Linked DNA regions of Gossypium hirsutum: region 2 is linked to region 1. The links are chromatin contacts, called in public Hi-C maps. All regions are on one chromosome and are shown on one strand. The core of a region is the stretch at or near the end of the contact, and the rest is flanking DNA. Distances in the headings are between cores, read along the strand shown. Region 1 holds the start of LOC107931870. Region 2 holds the start of LOC107949024.

What was found. A called contact is a pair of places that touch in the nucleus more often than the background predicts.
Region 2: a contact with region 1 is called in a Hi-C map of leaf, with 2.5 times the contacts expected there. The contact joins the promoter of LOC107949024 here to the promoter of LOC107931870 in region 1. A contact is called at or near these places in 2 of 34 Hi-C or Micro-C datasets (callus and leaf).

What each region holds. Positions count from the first base shown.
Region 1 is chrA12:104,920,337-104,923,711 of Gossypium_hirsutum_v2.1, forward strand. LOC107931870 reads right to left here and starts at 1,656. Exons shown (of 8, transcript XM_016863828.2): 1 at 1,552-1,656; 2 at 468-620; 3 at 37-370. The coding sequence starts at 228.
Region 2 is chrA12:105,063,531-105,066,905 of Gossypium_hirsutum_v2.1, forward strand. It overlaps LOC107949024, which reads right to left and starts at 1,521. Exons shown (of 3, transcript XM_041083568.1): 1 at 215-1,521. The coding sequence starts at 1,165.

The DNA of each region.
Region 1 (3,375 bases), core at 406-2,905:
TAATAATGATAAATGAAAGTAAAGCTGAAAATATACCAGCCAGTGCCAACCACCTAGGCCCACAGCTTTCTTGACCACGCCTTGCAAGCCAACCAATACAGATTTTGTTCTATTATTTCCCGTGACAATAACTTTTGTGTGTCTCGGAAGAACCGAAAGCTCTTCATCGCCGCTTTCTTCCCTGAACGGCGACAGAACCCGAGAAGAACACAGTTCATGCTCCAACATTTTTGTTAACAATTGTCGAGACAAAGCTAACTTAGGGGAATAAACAGCTGACTTTAGCTAATCAAAAACCCCATCAGCTCCATCAGTTTCCACGTTTGTTTTCGTTTTATTAATGGAAGATTCTGAGCCTTAGGTTATGATTCTGTAAAAAAGGACAAGGTTTTTTTTTAATGAAGTACAGAGAGAATCGTAAAGATTAATTAAATAGAAGCCAGAGAAGAGAAAGTTTGATCACTGACACGAATATTTAGAGGAAGAAATGAATGCGGGTTTTGTCTTCAGAGAAACCGATCACTGATTCACGAGACTTTAATTGATCTTAATAAATGAACTCCCACGAAAAAGAAGACGATGCTACTGCTATCTCATCATTAAGCTTCCGTTCATATCACCTGAAACAAGCAGAAATGGATTAAAACTTAAAACCCTTTTTTGTATTAAGAACTTTAAGGTTGAAAACAATCCAATTTGCAATATATTAATCACCAACCCATGGTGGGAAAAAAAAAACTTTTTAAAAAGCTGGATTGTAGATATCAATAGCCAAGAAAAAGTAGACCAATGAAGACAAGTATGTTTGGTTGCTTAGAAATTTTAACTATAGAACAAAAACTTATAAATAAAAAAATAAAACACTCATGAACCATTTAAGGGAAGCATCAGAAAAATAAATAAAAACTGGTTACATTCTAAAACCCTCCATTAATCTAAGAAGAAAAGAGATAGATAGAACAGAAGAAGCTGTAAGATTCTCTTGGCCGCATTTTCTTCGAGGAAACTTTAGTAAAACAAAAGTTGAAAAAGGTCAGAATTTTGGCATTTAAAAAGAAAAAGAACGCTATTAGTCACTTTCAACGTTATGCTCAAATTCAATAAACAAAACAGCTAAAACCCAAGTGAGAATTAAGAAACTATTTGGTATACAATCCATTCAAACATAAAGCCTAAAAGGCTATTTTTTAAAAGAATCTTGCATAGAATAAAAGAAACCCCAAATTTAGAAGGAAAAAAATTCCGATGGTACCTGAAGAACACGATAAAAATGCAAAACGATTCAAAAGAAAGAAGAAAAACACAGTACAATACAATGAATGTGTTTTACGGGTCGGGGATACTGGATTTCGGGTTCAGAAAATTGGGTTTGTAAGCATTTCTTTATAAGAAAAATAAAAAGAGGGGGAAAGAAAAACGCCTATTAGTTGAGCAAAGAGAGAAACTGTAAATGCAGAGGTTTTCGAAAGAAAAGAAAAGTTTGAATCGAAAAATGGGAAAGAGGGAGAGAGAAAGCACAGTGAATGCTTATCAACTGCCATGGGAAACGACCTGCCATGGTGTCGTACGGTCGGTCCTTTCATTTTCCTTTGGTAACCGGGCAATGCAACACGCCATTGTGTTTTATTTTGTTGAAAATGGCTCGGCTAACGGCTATAATAAGCGGAGTGGGGGTATTTAATGGATGTGGGACCCAGAGTGATATGGAAGTGATAGTGTGGGTCCCATTGGATTAATTTGTTTGGTGAGGAAATTGTTTTGCATGGTTCCTATTCTTACCTACGCACTCTCCCGCACACGAATTCTTCATGACTGCGTTAAATGTTGTGGTGTGTCGCCATACCCCATAAACTTAAATCCCTTCATTTTGTTCCTACCTTGATTCGTTTGAATTCCTATTTTAGGTTAAATTCTGCTATTATTTTTGTAAAGTTTTGTTAATACACCTCTTATTTTCTTTTATACTTTAATTTTGTCATTTTTAGAATTTGAAAATTCTATTCCTAATTAAATAATAATTATTAAATTCATTAAGTTAAGTCTTATTATTTTGAAATTTAATGTGTCAAATTGTTTTCACATATTACTCACAAAAAATTAGTTAATAGATTTAACAAAAGTCGTTTGCATTAAAACTAAAATTTTGAAATTCAAATATTATAGCTACTAAAAATGATCCAATATGTAAATGCAGACTAAATTATAACTTTAATCAAAATATACAGACTGGTGACATAATTTGAACATACGGATTTAATTGTTACCATTAGATCAATACTAAAATTTCAAAATTCGAAAAGTACACGAGCTAAAATCAATTAAATTAAGGTACATGTACAAAATTTACAATTTATGCAAAGTACGAGGTCTTATTACAAATTTTGACCCTTTTTATACTTTACAAAGGTTGTTAATTTAGTATTTATATTTTAATTTGATCAATTTTAATTTTTATCCTTTAAAATTTTATAGTTCTCACCGAATATTAACTATTGAATTCATTTTGTTTGATAAAGTGTTGAAGAAAAATCAATCAACTATGAATTAATATTTTCATAACTTAATTTTTCAAACGCATTTGATAACCCACAATGAAACCAATTGAATAGATTTTTTGCTGAAAAAATATATATATATAAAATGATAAGTGGATAAGTTCTTACACATCACTTAATAGAGAATAAATTTAATGGTTTTTTATTTTATTTTATTTTATTTCATTTAAGATTATATTATTCTCTATCAAATAATTTAATTATATTTACTGCTCAATTTTAAATAAAACACTAAACATATTTTATAACTCAAATTCAATATTTATTTTTTTAGTACTTATTTTTCAACATTTAATTTTTTAGATTATCAAGCATAACCTAAGTTGCGATATTTTCAAAATCTAATGCGGCAAATATATTATCATATGTGTAATGCCATGTCAGCTTGTTATTTTTACATATTACTCACTAAAGATTCATGTAATAGAGTAACGGTGGTCATTTACATCAATACTGAAATTTCAGAATTCAAAAAGTATAAGGACATAAAGTGATCCAATTGTAGTATGTAGGCTAAATCTGCAATTGCATGTATAGTATAGCTCCAATAATTGAATTTGATCAAACATATTTAACTCCTATTGTTTCAGTTGGGATTAAAATTCTAGAATTTGAAGAATATAGGAGACTAAAATTTATCAAAGAAAAATATAATGATTAAATCCACGACTTTTATAAAGTACATGGACTAATATTAAAATTTAACTTAGATTTTATTTATTTTAATTTAATTGTGAAAATTAATCATTTAAACTCATCCAGTTTCTACTTGAATGGATTTGAATATGAAATTGATACAAATTTTAAATATTCAAAATTA
Region 2 (3,375 bases), core at 271-2,770, 140 kb after region 1:
CATGCACCTGAATTAAATTTTCTTGAAATAGAAATGTGAAATGCAACTTCAACACCCCTACAAATGCTTCATTAACTCACACAGTATTAAATTCAGTTAGGATTAACTTACCCGATTACATTACTATTAGAGATACTTATACTAGCATTGAAGTTACTAAAAGTAATAGAAACAATGCATGCACTTTACCAACTCAACAAACTGAGTCACCGACCTGGTGGAAGCCGAGTTCCTTAGTGAGTGGGACACCGAGTTCAGCCATACAAGCCTGCATTCGGTCATCTGAGCCGTACAATCCTGGGTACCTCTGAATACACCGGTCCTGCATCTTCGCCAAAGCCTTAGCCAAAGGGTAGCTAATGGCAAAACCTCCACCGCCGTATGCCATGCCGTAGGAGAAAAAAATGTTCTGGATATGAGATTCCGACAAGCTCCCGATGTAGTAATACTGTGTATGGTCGTATTTCCTCAAAATCCTAATCAGATTGTCCGTGATAAACACGGTGTCGTCGTCACCCATCACGAACCACCGGACATTATCCATCTTAAGCCTCAACGTCTCCGTCACGATCCGCGATATTCGAATCGCCGACCGGTGACCTTGCCGGTTCGTGTAGGCGAAGTTGGAAGTGTCGCTGGAGACACGAACCGGTGGAAGGGTTTGCTTGTCCTCCGGAGAGTACTTCACGCGATCGTCAAGCCAAACCACGCCCCGCATTTTGTTCGGCTTGTACCAAATCTTGATGTACTCTTTCCTCTGCTGCCATAGCTTGGAAGAAGCCGCGACCCCGAAAACGATGTCCTGGATCTCCGTCGGCTTCGGTTTATTCGGCATTTGCACCGCTACCGCCAGTTTTTCTCGGACATCTCGATGGCGAAGAAGGGGCGACGTTGTCTCAGCCGTCTGATTGAGAATCGACGGCGGAGATGTAATGCCTGTTCTGGTGGATAAAGTAAACGGGAAATCATCGGAAGTGTGATGAACTGAGGCCGTTAGCAGCTTGAGAGTGTAGACAACATAGGTAACTGAAACAAAGAGGATTAACCAGACCATGAGCTTGGGAATGGGTCGGGTCGAATGTCCAAGAACAAGCGGATTTCCCGATGGGCTCCTCATCTGAATCTGATCCCATACCATTTCTGAATCTTTCTTGGCGTCCTTCATTTTCTTTTCAAAATTCTGTTAAAAAAATTAAAGATTTTCTCTTTACTTTTGCATGTAATGTTGGATTCTCTAGGAGAATCTAAAAATGGGGGAAAAAGGACTTTAAGATCAGATGGCACCCAGAAAACAAAATCAGATGAAAATGGGAGAAAAGTGGTGATGGAAGGAAGAAGGCTGTAGTTGCAGATGAGTAAAGGTGAGAGCTTGCATTGTTGCCAGGTTGCAAACCACCGCTAGAAGGGATCCTTCAAAGTCCAAAGTAATTAAATACCAAGTAATTCTTTTTACTTATTATTTTATTAATTTGGGGTGTAATGCACTGAGATTTCTAGAACCCTGTGAGCGACTTGGATTTGGTACTAGATTTTGGAGGTGACGACTGACCCTACCTTTTTTCTACTTAAAGGCGGGAAATATACGTATTTAGCCGACAATTGGGTTTAAATGAATTAATGGTCTAATTTAATTGAAAATTTTATAACTAACTCCATACATTTGAAAATTACATCATCCTGATTTATATAAGCAATAAAGAAAAATATATATTTTTTATTTTCTAAATAGTAATATAAGTTATATTCTTTAATATGTTTTTTTTTAAGTTTTAAAAAATAACTCAGTTCACATTATTGCTATTACAATAATTAGAAAGATGTAAGTTTAAATGTGTTTAAATACATTTTTTTTAAACTTAAACGAGTTTTACAATCTAAAGATCAGTGAGAATTCAAGTATGTCCCCAGAGAGTGCAATTTAATTGCTGACCAATTGGCAAAGATCAGCCTATCTTGGCAAACCTCCCTCCAAATTTTTGAAGTTTCTCTTGATGTGGTGGTTTCGACTATCCAACAAGATAAATCTTTTAGTGTCTTTCAGAATCTCTTAAGTTGTATTTTTTGTTATGTTTTTTTCACAAAAAAAATATAATTTTCTTTCTATTTAAAGATTGAGAAGAGATTATAATTAGAAATATACACTGCATTTAGAAAAAAAATAGAAACAATAAAAGTCATAATAGAAGGATTAAATCTAAAAATAATGCCTAATATAAGGATCTTCCGAAGAATTTGACCAAGAGTCATGCGTCAAAGAAAAAAGGGGTAAATTTAGGGTGAGTTGTGTGTGTTGAGCAATTACACCTCCATCCAAGGCATAAAAGATAGAAGTGCAACAACAGAACAAAAGATTTGAAGTTAGACAGCGACAGATGATGAAAGCTTTTGCCTTTTTGATTGGGAGATAGATGTTGAAAGTTAATTATGTAATATGCGTTATTTGAAAGTTAATTTACAAAAACAGTTTTCTTTCAGCTTAACCCAACCATTACGCGCGTTTATTATGTTGAAAGTTACTTATATTCTATCATAAAAGAAAAAGGAAATTATTAATATACTAGATTTAGTAACAAGTGAAAAATTTCTCACTAATATATTTATAAAAAAAATTATATATAAAAAATTGAAAAATTTAATATTTTAAATTAAAATATTCTCTTAAAAATATTTTTTTTCTAAAATAATAAGTGTAAAATTAAGGTTTTTTATAATTTTATTTTATGATTCTTAAAAATTAATCTATATTTGAGTTGTTAAAAGAGAAAATAAAAGTATATTTGCGTTGTTGTTAAAAGAGAAAATTATAATATATATTATAAAAGTATAAAAGATATAAATATTTCTAAAATAAAAATTACTCTTTTTAAATTTTTAAAATTATTTAGTGTTTTCCCAATTGAGCTGATGGTCTTTTGCGATACAATTTCTGGAGCTTATATAATTTTTTTAATTAAATTTTACCTAGTAAATTAACTAAACATTAATTCAGTTTAATTTTTAAAAAATTATTTTCTGAAAAAAATTTTAAATGTTATCTAACATAAAATTAAAAAATATATTTTAAAAATGTTCAAGATTTAAAATTATTTAAATTATAAAACTATATCATCTATAACTTGGTGTTTTTTTTTCATATATATGAAATAAAGAAATAAAGAAATTATTTAGCAAAACAGATGAGGTTGAAAATTAATTAACGAAATAGTTGAAGTCCGCCCTAAAGCAGCGGATTCGGCACCTCCTGGTTCAAATGCCAAATGGAAAAATATCATAAATAGTCCCCATGTTTTATCAAATATTTGCATTAGTTACTTTCAATTTTTTTTTTCAGATTCAATACAATACTAATAGGTTTCATGTCTAGAAATTGGCTGG